Linked DNA regions of Gasterosteus aculeatus: region 1 is linked to region 2. The links are chromatin contacts, called in public Hi-C maps. All regions are on one chromosome and are shown on one strand. The core of a region is the stretch at or near the end of the contact, and the rest is flanking DNA. Distances in the headings are between cores, read along the strand shown. Region 1 holds the start of gtf2a1 (general transcription factor IIA, 1). Region 2 holds the start of LOC120807840 (calmodulin-1).

Evidence for each region. Hi-C and Micro-C count contacts between places; a contact is called where the count stands out from the background.
Region 1: a Hi-C map of skeletal muscle shows a contact between it and region 2, with 3 times the contacts expected there. The contact joins the promoter of gtf2a1 here to the promoter of LOC120807840 in region 2. A contact is called at or near these places in 2 of 6 Hi-C or Micro-C datasets (both in skeletal muscle).

Annotation. Positions count from the first base shown.
Region 1 is chr18:2,129,196-2,134,718 of fGasAcu3.hap1.1, forward strand. gtf2a1 (general transcription factor IIA, 1) reads left to right here and starts at 2,710. Exons shown (of 10, transcript XM_040160135.2): 1 at 2,710-3,020; 2 at 4,449-4,550; 3 at 5,140-5,371. The coding sequence starts at 2,991. The region is part of intron 1 of LOC120807839 (26S proteasome regulatory subunit 4); the gene reads right to left. It overlaps LOC120808118 (forkhead box protein N3), which reads left to right. Exons shown (of 6, transcript XM_040160752.2): 6 at 1-666.
Region 2 is chr18:1,993,370-1,998,984 of fGasAcu3.hap1.1, forward strand. LOC120807840 (calmodulin-1) reads right to left here and starts at 3,888. Exons shown (of 7, transcript XM_040160253.2): 1 at 3,774-3,888; 2 at 2,815-2,975. The coding sequence starts at 2,817. It overlaps LOC120807839 (26S proteasome regulatory subunit 4), which reads right to left. Exons shown (of 11, transcript XM_078094024.1): 11 at 5,077-5,615.

The DNA.
Region 1 (5,523 bases), core at 1,460-3,959, 130 kb after region 2:
CTCTGGTCTGATAGCTGGTTGTCAGCAGCAACAGGACTCATGTCGGGGGGGAGGTGGGGGGGGGACGCGTTGCTGTAGCAACCGCCTCTTTTTTCCTCCGAAGAAGAAGAAGAGGATGAACTCCGGACCTACGAGTCCTGGAAGGTTAAAATCTACCTTGGCCTGAAAAGGCCCCTGAAACAAGGGGGTTTGTTTCAGACCCGCCAAACGGAACGAAACGCTCAAAAGAATAAAGTTGCCATTTTGTTGTTGTTTTTTTTACCATTGTTATGCACTTTTCTTCTGTTCTGTTTTCTCCCCCTCTACTATACTGCCATTGTTTTTTGTCAGTGACTGTGTGAGCTGAACATCGGAGAGCACATGGGTAAGCGATGTCAAAATGCAAATGCTATTGATTTGTGCGATGAGCTGCAGAGTGCAGAGAGTGTTGTTGTTGTTTTTGTTTTACTAAATGTTCAATTCTCTCCTTATTGTGCAATCATATTGCCAAAGAATGATTTAAGACCTATTTCATCACTACATGTAAATATCAACGTTGTCTAATACCGTGGCAAAAAATATATAAATGTTGTTTTATTTTGTTTTCCATTTCCTGAAAAACTGCAATGATGTTCATGTGATGTATTGTCTTCCAGTTGGTTGCAATAATAAAAAATACAAGTTGCAGAGGGTTCGTCTGGCTGATCCTTTTGACAGACCGGAGCCCGGGAGGTCTGTCGTGGGGAACAATGCACGCGTTGACCACCGCGACGCGTTCGAGCACAGCAACGCTGGCAGGCGCCTCAATAGCAGCAAATTCACAATTCGTCCATCAGAATCCAGAGTTGAATACAGTGAACGCGTGTAAGAAATGATATCCCCCCCCCACACACACACACTAGCCCCCATTTGCTGGTAAAGCGGTCGCTTTGTGACTCTCGAGACTGACCCCAATCATTAACCTCGCACATTCCCATCAACACGGGTCTTATCACAGCCACTCCTCTTCCGCCAGTTAATTATTCATTTACTTCCTCTAATCGGTTAAGTTCAATATTTCTGATTAAAGTCAGACCCCCCCCCCCCCCCAAGGGAAGGAAGTAAAAGAGTTAAGTGTACCAAAGAGTTCCTCCGCGCCTTATCGCTCTGGGTGGTGTCGCTCTGGAGCCGCGTGGCGGTGGGGGCCCATTCATAATTGAAGCTGGGACTTAATATCGCACCAGTGGCTCCCTGTGCACCGCCGACACCACTGGAGCTAGCTGCTCCTCTGTTGCTATGCAACCACAGCGATGAAAGACGGGGGGCTGGGGGGGTGCATTCGGTAGATCTTTAGAGGGCATCGTACCCCACGTGAGCACTTGGTTCGTACAGAACAAAACTTACGAGTGAATTTAAAAATGTTTTCATCAGTGTCGAGTCCACTTTTAATTTAAATTGAATGAAGCGAGTTGTGTAATTCGGTGGTGGGGGAGGCCCGCTGGGGGGGCTGAGGTGGTCGATGCTGCGTGTTTCCCGCGCCGTCTCCTCCACACGATGCCCGCCGAGCAAGTTTCCATGGAGACAGAAGTGGAGGTAACGTTCTCCCGGTCGCTGCGAAGCTTTAATGGTGATCTGGAAACGTTGCCCTGGTGCTCAGAACAGGTGTATTTTTGATTCAACATAACCAATAGATGTGGCTACCGCCCCCCCCCCCCCCCCCCCCCCCCAAAAATCCCTCACCCTTTATTGAATTAAAATAGTTGAATCCCAGTGAATGGATGTGTGTCATGGAATCAGAAAAGGAGAGCTTGTTTTCCGGGCCGCTGCGATGTGGCGTGATCACACTCTGGTGGCGGCGGGAAGTTACTGACGTGGCTTCAAACGTCATCTGGAACCGTCAACAAAGGCACCAACTGTTCCTGTGAACAAGTACGGTTCCATTACAGATATATCATAACAACAGCAATGCAAACGGAATGAAAATCAATGACAAGTGAAGTTACGTTAACACCTGAATCAGCGATCATTGACATAAACACAGGCAAACAAATGCAGAAATGTTTCCACAGAGATGTAGATTAAGATTAAAGTCTAATTACAAAGCACTGCGGTTTGTGCTTTGACGTTCCTCTTGTCTTTCAAAGGTTTTAAATGCATGAAAGAAGCATTAATCAGGTGATCTTCAGGGGATTCTCCCTCGTTATCAGTGCACAACGATAAAACAAATCAAAGACGACCATGTGAGGTCAACTCAGTACGGTTTTGGTGACCTGCAGAGTCAAAGAAAAGGCCCAGAGGCAGCGCTGGCTTAACAAAGGTAACCAAGAGATGCGAAAAACAAATGATAAAGAATTGTTTTTAGTGCATTTTACAGACATGCGTGAAAATTGAAGAGATGGTAACAGAAAGCTAAACCAGGAGGGTCAAAGCGCCTTGTGTGTTCTCTCTGCCCTCAGATCAGATATTACAAACGCCACGCATTAATGCTCGGGCTGACGTCCATGTTTTAGGATTTATATATCCATCACTATGTTTGTATCGTGTAATAATCTACCAATGAAACTGGCTCCTGGGATACTGTGATTTTCTCCTTATATGGGTCACATTATTCACACGTGGCCTCATTCCGTAAACAAGATCACCGAGCATTACAGAGCTAATGCGCTCTGCGCACGTGTATTTACCTCGTAGCACGTTAAAACCCCTGTAAACTACATTTCCCAGCGGCGCGCCTTTCGCGCGGCCGTCATGCGCCGGACGAGATCTCGCGCGAAGTGCGGCGCGACCCTGCCCTATGTCTCGCGCACTCGCAGCTCCACGCTCAGTATATAAAGCAGGACCACGACGGCAGGACGGCGGCTGGGAGTCGCAGCCCGGGATTGTAAATAAGACCGCTCAAACTGTGTTTTATTTACAAAAGTAATGCCGGCTGTTTTAAGAGAGCGTTCCCAGTTGTTTTAAGTCATTTTTTTTGTAATTTTTTTGGCTCTATCTCTCGCCTATTTCCGTGTGGTTTTTACACTACGCGTATAATGGCGAGCTCGGCTAACTCGAACCCAGTGGTAAGGATCAATCTCTAAGGATTGTCAGCGGGGAAATGGGGGGGCTAAGATGAGAGGAAGCTGTCAACGAGATGTTTGTGTCATTCAGGCTTAGCAAACACATCATTGTTCTACCAAATAAAACGAAGAACGTCTTCAGTTAATCGGCCATTTTAATCATTCTTCAACTGAGCTCAGGTCGTGTTCCGATAAAGCCATCTGGTGGGAGCGATGGCTGGTGACCAGTGACGTTCCGCAGAATGCAGATGTTCTTACGGCTGGTTAGTTATGGGCTTAAATGTCCGGTGGAGCTACTGGTTCATACCAGCGTAGTATCTGTAAACTCCCATGTGAACACGAGTCGGTGGTTGTGCCGTTGATGGCGGTCGGAGCGTTTCTTGCGTGGCCGAGTCTCTTGTGAAAGGACGAATCTGTAACGTTAAATCGGCTAAATAGTCTTTTATCTGGCGCAGTTTTAGATGTTTGCAAAGCACCTCGCCACCAAACCACTGCGAACGGCTTGTGTTGTGGTCCTTTTTTTAATTAAAAGTCTCCGTGGCCGACAAGCCGCCACCGCTCAGTGAAAAGCCTCCCCGCCGTCCACCATTCCACGACCAGCGGGCCAAACCGCCGCCGCTACCCGCCTCACGACAAAGTAGTCCGCTCCCCGCCGACACGGCCACACTGACGCACTTCGTCAAAGCCCAGCGGCCATGAGATAAAACGCCGAAAGCACCTTGTACGTTCCGCCGCACAAGGCTTCGGCGTACCGGACTTTCGGGCGCGCGTTTCGCCGCTCCGTAAAATGGCTTCCACGTCGCCCCTCGCTCCGCTTGTGGCCCTCCTCTTTTCCCCCTCCCGGTTATATACGGCCATGTTGGCTCTCTAATATAGACTGCCCGGGATGGGAAGGCGCTACTCGACGCCACGTCACCGCCTCCGCTTATAAACCGCGGACGTGGCTTTAAATAGCGGAGAGGCGCGCGCGCGCGCGGGCCGAGGGAGGCGCGGAGGGACCGAGGGCCGTGCTGCGGCCGCAGGGGCGCGGCGGGTCACGCCGCGGAGGCTTCGCTCGTCCCGTCGCTCTCCTTCCGTGCTGAAACCCGACCGTCGCTCCACCGCGAACCTTTTACATGGCGAACGTGAAGTGGACGCCGCGTATTGCAGGTTGTCACGACACGCTAAATCCCAGCTTCCATACCCGACCAATCCTAGAAGTATCACTGTAGTGTGACATAATAAGATATGCTTATGCAAGAGAACTAAACACATATTTAGATGGTTCGTTACATGTTTGCTGTGGTTGATGTTCCTATTAAGCATTTATGAATATGACGTGTAAACTGACAATGTGTGTATGTATATGTGTGTGTGTATATATATTCACACACATACAATGTATATTTACCTAGTAAACATAGTAATGTGCTCTCTTTCCCTTCCTCGTAGCCTAAACTATATAAGTCTGTAATTGAGGATGTGATCAACGAGGTACGAGAGCTCTTCCTGGATGAGGGAGTGGACGAGCAGGTGCTTCTGGAGCTGAAAACGGTAAATGTCCCCATTACCGATCCCCCCCCCCCCCCTACAGGAGGGCTTTATGTGATTGTTGTGAATGAACGTATTCTTCATAACTTTTTCTGCTCGAGAATCAACAAATTTGGTTCGGAACCGAGCCAGAATCAACCTCGAACAGGGTTATTGTGTGCTCATCACGAAGGAATAATCCTTGAAAATCCTCCAAACACAACAAGTTATAAAATATGTGATGCAAATTAGTTTTGTGCACACAGCGTTGCTTATGTAAACATTTTATAATCGAAGCTAGAAGCCAGCAAAGAAAAAGGATCTGCATGTTTTATAGGGCCGTTGGTGGTATTTGTCAAGCGGTTCTTTTTTTTGTGTGTGGTCATATTGATTTATTTCTTCACCAGTGACGTATAAACAGATTTTTCGCTCACAGCGGTTCCCCTTTATCCTGACAGGAATAACATTGTCCATATAGACAAAGTACTTCCAGAGTGAATGCATCTTTCATCATGCGTGTGCCATTTTCAGAGCATGGTCCCCCCAAAAAAAAGTGTTAATCACAAAATGTTCAACCTGTGACACATCCCGCTTCTTCTGCCTGATGCTCCAGCTGTGGGAAAACAAGCTGTTGCAGTCCAAGGCAGTGGAGGGCTTCCACACCGAGGAGCAGGCAGCCCTGCAGGCCGCGCAGCAGCAGCAGCAGCAGCAGCAGCAGCATCAGGTCCAGCAGGTGCAGCAGGTGCAGCAGGTCCAGCAGCAGGTTCAGCAGGTGCATCAGGTCCAGCAGGTGAATCAGCCTGCACAGGCCCAGCAGGTCATTCTGCCCCCCCAGCAGCAGCAAGGTGGGTCCTTCTTTCACTATAAACCATCCAGCAGAAGTATCAAACATCTGGGACGGTAAAATGGTCCATTTTGTCAAGTTGGCGAATGTAATGTAAAAGTTACACGCTGCCGTCCCACTTAACTGATATTCAAATAAGAATCGAGAGTCTCT
Region 2 (5,615 bases), core at 2,638-5,137:
CCAACGAGACCGTCCTTGTAGGCGGGTTGTCCCAGGGCCGATCAGCATGGGAGTGTTTTCCGACGGGGAACCAGCCCCCCCCCCCGTGCCGGTCCATCGGTGCGCTGGGGCTCTCTGATTGGACCTCACACACCCGCAATCAGGCCGTTTACACGCAAAGACGCGGCTTCTTTGTGGAGGAGAGAACTTTTACATGAACACAAAACTCCCTCACGCCGCTTCCCATGAAAACATTTCCTTTAATTACTACTGTTGACAGAGCACACTGACAACATTGGGCAGAAACACAGATAAACACCAAACACATGTGCACGGTGGCAAACACACACCATTTTTTATGGCATTCTTTCTCAACCCCGACATGTTTCCTGTGAATCAGTCAGTCTGCCCTGAAGAGAGAGTCCCTGCAGTCTGTGTGTGTTGTTTGCACAAGCAATCTAGCCGTGGAAACGCCGAGCAAACACCCGACAACAGAGACGCCCGAAATCACGCGGCCGGGGAAAATCAGAGCAATCCGACTTTGTAAGAACCAGAGTGAGTGAGCTGACGTTTGGGCTGACGGGGCGGATCGACCGGGGCAGCGAGGGGCTTCGTGGACCCCGTCGGCAGCACCATTAGCCGACATGGCTGAATGCTTCCCCTCCGATTCCCTCCATGACAATCGGAAATGTCAAGAGACAAAACAGATCACCAAAAAGGATCCTTCCTCTGTCCCGCTCAGGCTCCCTTCCTCCCTTCCTTTCCTCCCTTCCTCATTCGCCCTCTTTGTCAGACTGGCTTTGGATCCTGCACTGGCTTCGAGGCCTCGCGGTGCTGCTGCGCCACTACAGGCCCGTCCCTCCACCTTCTCCCCTCTGTGGCGCCTGGACGCGGGCCAACACAAGCTCCTCCCCTTTCTCCTCCAGACCGCATCAGCTCGGTGCGTCCCCCCCGTCTCTCCCTTTGTGAATGTGGCACATTGTTCGGAGGAAACTCCCCGTGATTCACCCTCCACGGACGGGCGTGTTCGCTGGCAGGCCTCCAGCCGCGTGGCAGCTTGTGGCCCGCGGAGGGGAGCGCGTTTGGGGAAGCGCGGCCCCGCCAGCAGATGGACGGTAGCGCGAGTGGGTCAACCACTCCCTCTGTTGCCCGGGCAACCGGCAATATGCTCCAAATAAGACCGCGGGCGGGCTGGGCGGGTCGAGGAGGTTATGTGTCACACACACACACACACACACACACACACACACACACACACACACGGCTCACCAGGTCGGACCTGACGGGGGTGCAGAAGGGCGTAGGACAATACGGCAATTGGTCTGGTCTTTATCGACGCTGTAGACCCAAACAATCCCCAGAGAAGCTTTCTGTACAAGACACACGAGCAGCTGTCACTCAGACGGATGACACACGCTTCCATTCATCCCAACACAAACAAAGAGTGAGACACACACACACACACACACTTCCTTTGTACGGCAGCGCTGATCTCCACAGAATGCTGAACGCCTCTTCTCTGCCAGCGTGGACAAAAGGCAGCGAGGCCGGGGGGGGGCGTCTGGGGGGTCTGGAGGGAGAGGACGGGTGTTGTGGACAGGCTCGGTCCACCGCGTGGTCCGGAGGAGCTCCTCGGCCTCCTCAGAGAGCACCCAGTGGCTCGTGGACGGCAGGGACACCGGACACGGCGTCGCCGCCGAGCATAATCAATCATTCATCGCAGCGGATCGGGTGTCCGTCAAGTTACTGAACATGCATCAGCGAACAAGAGCGCAACAGGACGAGACGCCGGGCACTTATTCCGCACCTCCATGCTGGTGGATTTCACTTTTTAGGAGGTCCAACTGCACAACGACTCCTTTAGCCATTAACGCGCCGTGCTGAGCCGCAGGACTGCATTGCAGCCGGACATCAGGCACCGGATGAAACCGAGGTGCAGCTTCCTGACTCCCTCGATCGATCAAGCCTGATCAATGGATCGGCCTGAAGGCCCCGGGAGGTCCTCCCCTCTCCGCAGGTGCCACAGCCGGTTCGGGCCCGCCCTCAGACCTGTGAGTTGCACCCGAACCACTGACCAGAGGTTCTGGTGCGCGATTGGCCGAGGACGCTCCCGGCGGACAGGAGCGGACGGCTCCGTGCGGGACGGACATTTGCATGACATCGAATATTTGCAAAGAGGCAAACAAATGAGGCCCCGCGGGTCGTAACCCGGTAATTACCGAACACGGTCCGCGACGACGCCGTTACCCAGGGTGCACCGGGAGGGCTGCGGCGGCGGAGGAGGAGGAGGAGGAGGGAAGCCGGGCGCGGCGGGGGGTAGAAACACAGAACGAAACCGATACCGGTCTAACATACGTGTCCAAACGTGTGGGCTCCGCCGAGGGACATGTCTCGGATAACGTATGTGGGGGGGCAGGAGGGGGGCGTCGGGGGGCGTCGTAAAACCCGCTCTGGTGCGTTGATGGCTGCAGAATGATCCGCTAATGTGTCACAAAAGCGGGCTAGTTTGTTCCCGGTCCGACCATGAACTCGGCCGGCCGCGAAACACCTCCTCGAACCCGACGTGGACGAACTCCGCGCGAAGCGGGTCGCGTGGCGCAGTAAAGAGGGGAAATTACGCCGGGCGACAGTTCAGCGCGCGCGTCTCCGCTCGCGACGGAGCCGCGCGGTGAGCGCGAGCCGCAGCGCGTCGAAAGCCGCCCCGGCGGGGCGTTTTCCGTCCCCGTCCGAAACGACGGAATGTCGGTGCAAAGGAAACAGGCGCGAGCCGCGGCCGCGCTGTTCTCCCCCCCGCCGCCGCCCCGGTGGCCGCGCAGAATGAATGGGCATACGTACCATGGCTTCGGTGTGCTCGTAGGTCTGTGGAGGCAGACTCGCAGTGCGCTCGTTCCGTAGATGGAGTTCCACTCGCGGGTTAGCGGCGGGTATATTGGCCGTGGCCAGACCGAGGATCGCCTGTGTATCCCTCCGCCGCACTAGCTCTGATCACTCACTTCCTTATTTCGATGTGAGTGTTGCAGCAGGAGTTAGGAGATAGGAGACAGGAGACAGGAGACATGCATCCTCACACTGGAGTCACTGTTTTCAGTGTCTTGATGATGATTAGATGACATGCTTTGGGATGGTTGACCATATAACACACTTGTATATACTGAACACATGGGGATCAAACCTTGATAATGCAGCATTTGGCCACCAGTGTTTTTGGAGGAGAATAGTTTTATTCACATGAGTATCTGCGCTTTATAATCACCAATCACGCTTTGATGTGTTTCTTCTTGAGAAGCAGTACTTTATGAACTTTTTGAGGTAGGAGCTTCCTCGATTACATTAGGTGACAGTAGTGCGGCAAAATAAAAATGAAGCTCAAATAGTTATTGAGGCATTACTGGTTCATATAAACACCAGATGTAAAAATAACTACAGCTGAACTAAGCCTGCATCCTCCACTAAGACACTACCTTAGAACACTAAGGATTTGAGGTAATTGTCACTTATTCTCAGAAAGGCATTTTAACTGGGAATCCCGCTGCTTGGTAACCATCACAAGGCCGTGGAATAAGGAGAGTCCCCATCATGGCAAAACAAATCAACAAGTACATTCGTGGAAGACAGTGGTCATTTGGAAACAAGAAAACAAACATAAATATTATTTAGATAATTAAGGCCATCTTTATCCAATAAAGGCCAATTCATGAATAACTATTGCCATGTGCAATCATTTTAAATGCAGCTATAAAACTCTTGAAATAATACAGACTGTGCCTTTAAATTGGAGCATATCACTGTCGTACCTCTCAACTTCACAGGATTCTTCTAAAAGTGACCTTTTACTTTTAGAAAACCAAACCCTGGACGGACATTAGCTGCCCTCCGTCCATCTAGCTTCTTTTTTCACCCAGAAAGAGTAAAACGAGCCCGTCGCGGGGTACTAGTTTCCGGGTGCGGAAGGATACCTCTGGTGAAGGAAGCCGGAGAGGCGGCCGCGTCGCTGTGAGGCCGGTTCTGATTGGCCGCTGCAGACCTGCAATACTGTCCGCCATGTGTCGGCCGCTCTGATTGGCTGCGCGGGACCCGCATTGCGCCAGGCAGCGCCACTTGACGGGAAAATATAACACGTATAAACACCGCGAATATAAAAACCTGCGCCGCGTTTCCACCGATTCACAAGCGCGTGTTTGTTTTTATTTTTAGGTGGATTTGTTCGGTCGGGACGGGGAGAAGAAAGCGACGTCTTTTCGTTTTGGTGCGACCGAACCGCTTGATAGGCGCGATGGGGGAAGTGCGCAGACTCGCTATTGGCCGCTGCAAAGTGCGCCGCGGCGACGTGCAATGGCCGATGGAGCCTGCGGCTAAAATCAGGCTCTTGTGTCGTTTGCTGTGGTTGTGTGTTTAGGGGGGTCGCGAGCGCGAGGAGTCCCCGAGACCAGCTCCCCCCCGGCGGGGCAGGTGGAGGGTCGGCCGGCGGAGGGAGGAGCCGCCGCGGGGGGGGGGGGCGCTGGTCTGCCACATGCGCGTCAACATAAGATTTGTTTACTACAGCAAATACAATCAGCTGCATAAAACAACCGTAAAACTGGTTTTAGTTCATGAAAAGGAGAATTTAACGAGGAGGAACGTGGTTCGCTGGTCGAAGTCAGGCTGCAGCGCCGCCGGCTGTTACAATCAGGCTGTAACCTGTTTAATGTGCACGTGTATGTATACGCACATATTCATGTGCTCAATCATGGGAACGGTTTCCCCGAGAAGCTGCTCGTGAAGATCCACCAAAGAGAACTTTTATTTACCAAACCTTTCGGCACTACACCAGAAAGTGTGCGCTCCTCTCATCAGGGCAACAAACTCCAACACAAGAACCAATCCGGTGTTTTTTTGCTCTGTTTAAACGGAGAATTACATATATTCTTTTTTCTTGCTGCTATGCGTCTCGCCTCTCAGGAAGCTGTCATATATTCCTGTAACTGCTGCACATGTGGCATTTGGAACAGCTGTGACCTTTAACCTCTTATAATAGCCCTCTGCAAAGGCCTCCGTATCTAATAAGGATTAGTCATTGACCATGGAGGACTTAGATCATAGCAGTTTAAAGTTTACAAATAGATTGGGAGTAGGATTTAATCATATTTCCACAATTTACAAATGAAAACCAAATTGATCATCAATACATCCGTCACATGTTGTGTTTGGGGATTTATGGTCATGAAAACGAGACGTATATCGGTCGGTACACGCGGGGAATGGACCACGATGTGGATGTGACATTTCGGCGAATGCCAGCAGCACGTTCCTCCTTGCTGCCTCATCCTCCCATCAGGATGGAGTTTACTTTTAGCTGACTCATCACGTGTCACCCCCCCCCCCCTCCCCGCCCCCGTAACCCTCCCACTCGCCGGTCCAACTCGCCACGCTTGATTTAAAGGTTACTTTTTCCCTCCATCGGCTGAATGCGCCGCGATGGACGAGCTGCAGTTGAAATGCGTGACTGATTTAATAAGGAGAGTGCTTCAGAGGAGGGGATGGGGGGGGGGGGGGGGGGGGGGGCTGCAGCAGTGGCTCAGTCCTCACTGGGAGCCCAGCGATGGCCCCACCGAGCGGTTGGATGCTGGCTGCACGGGGGCCACTTTCTGCTGAGCACA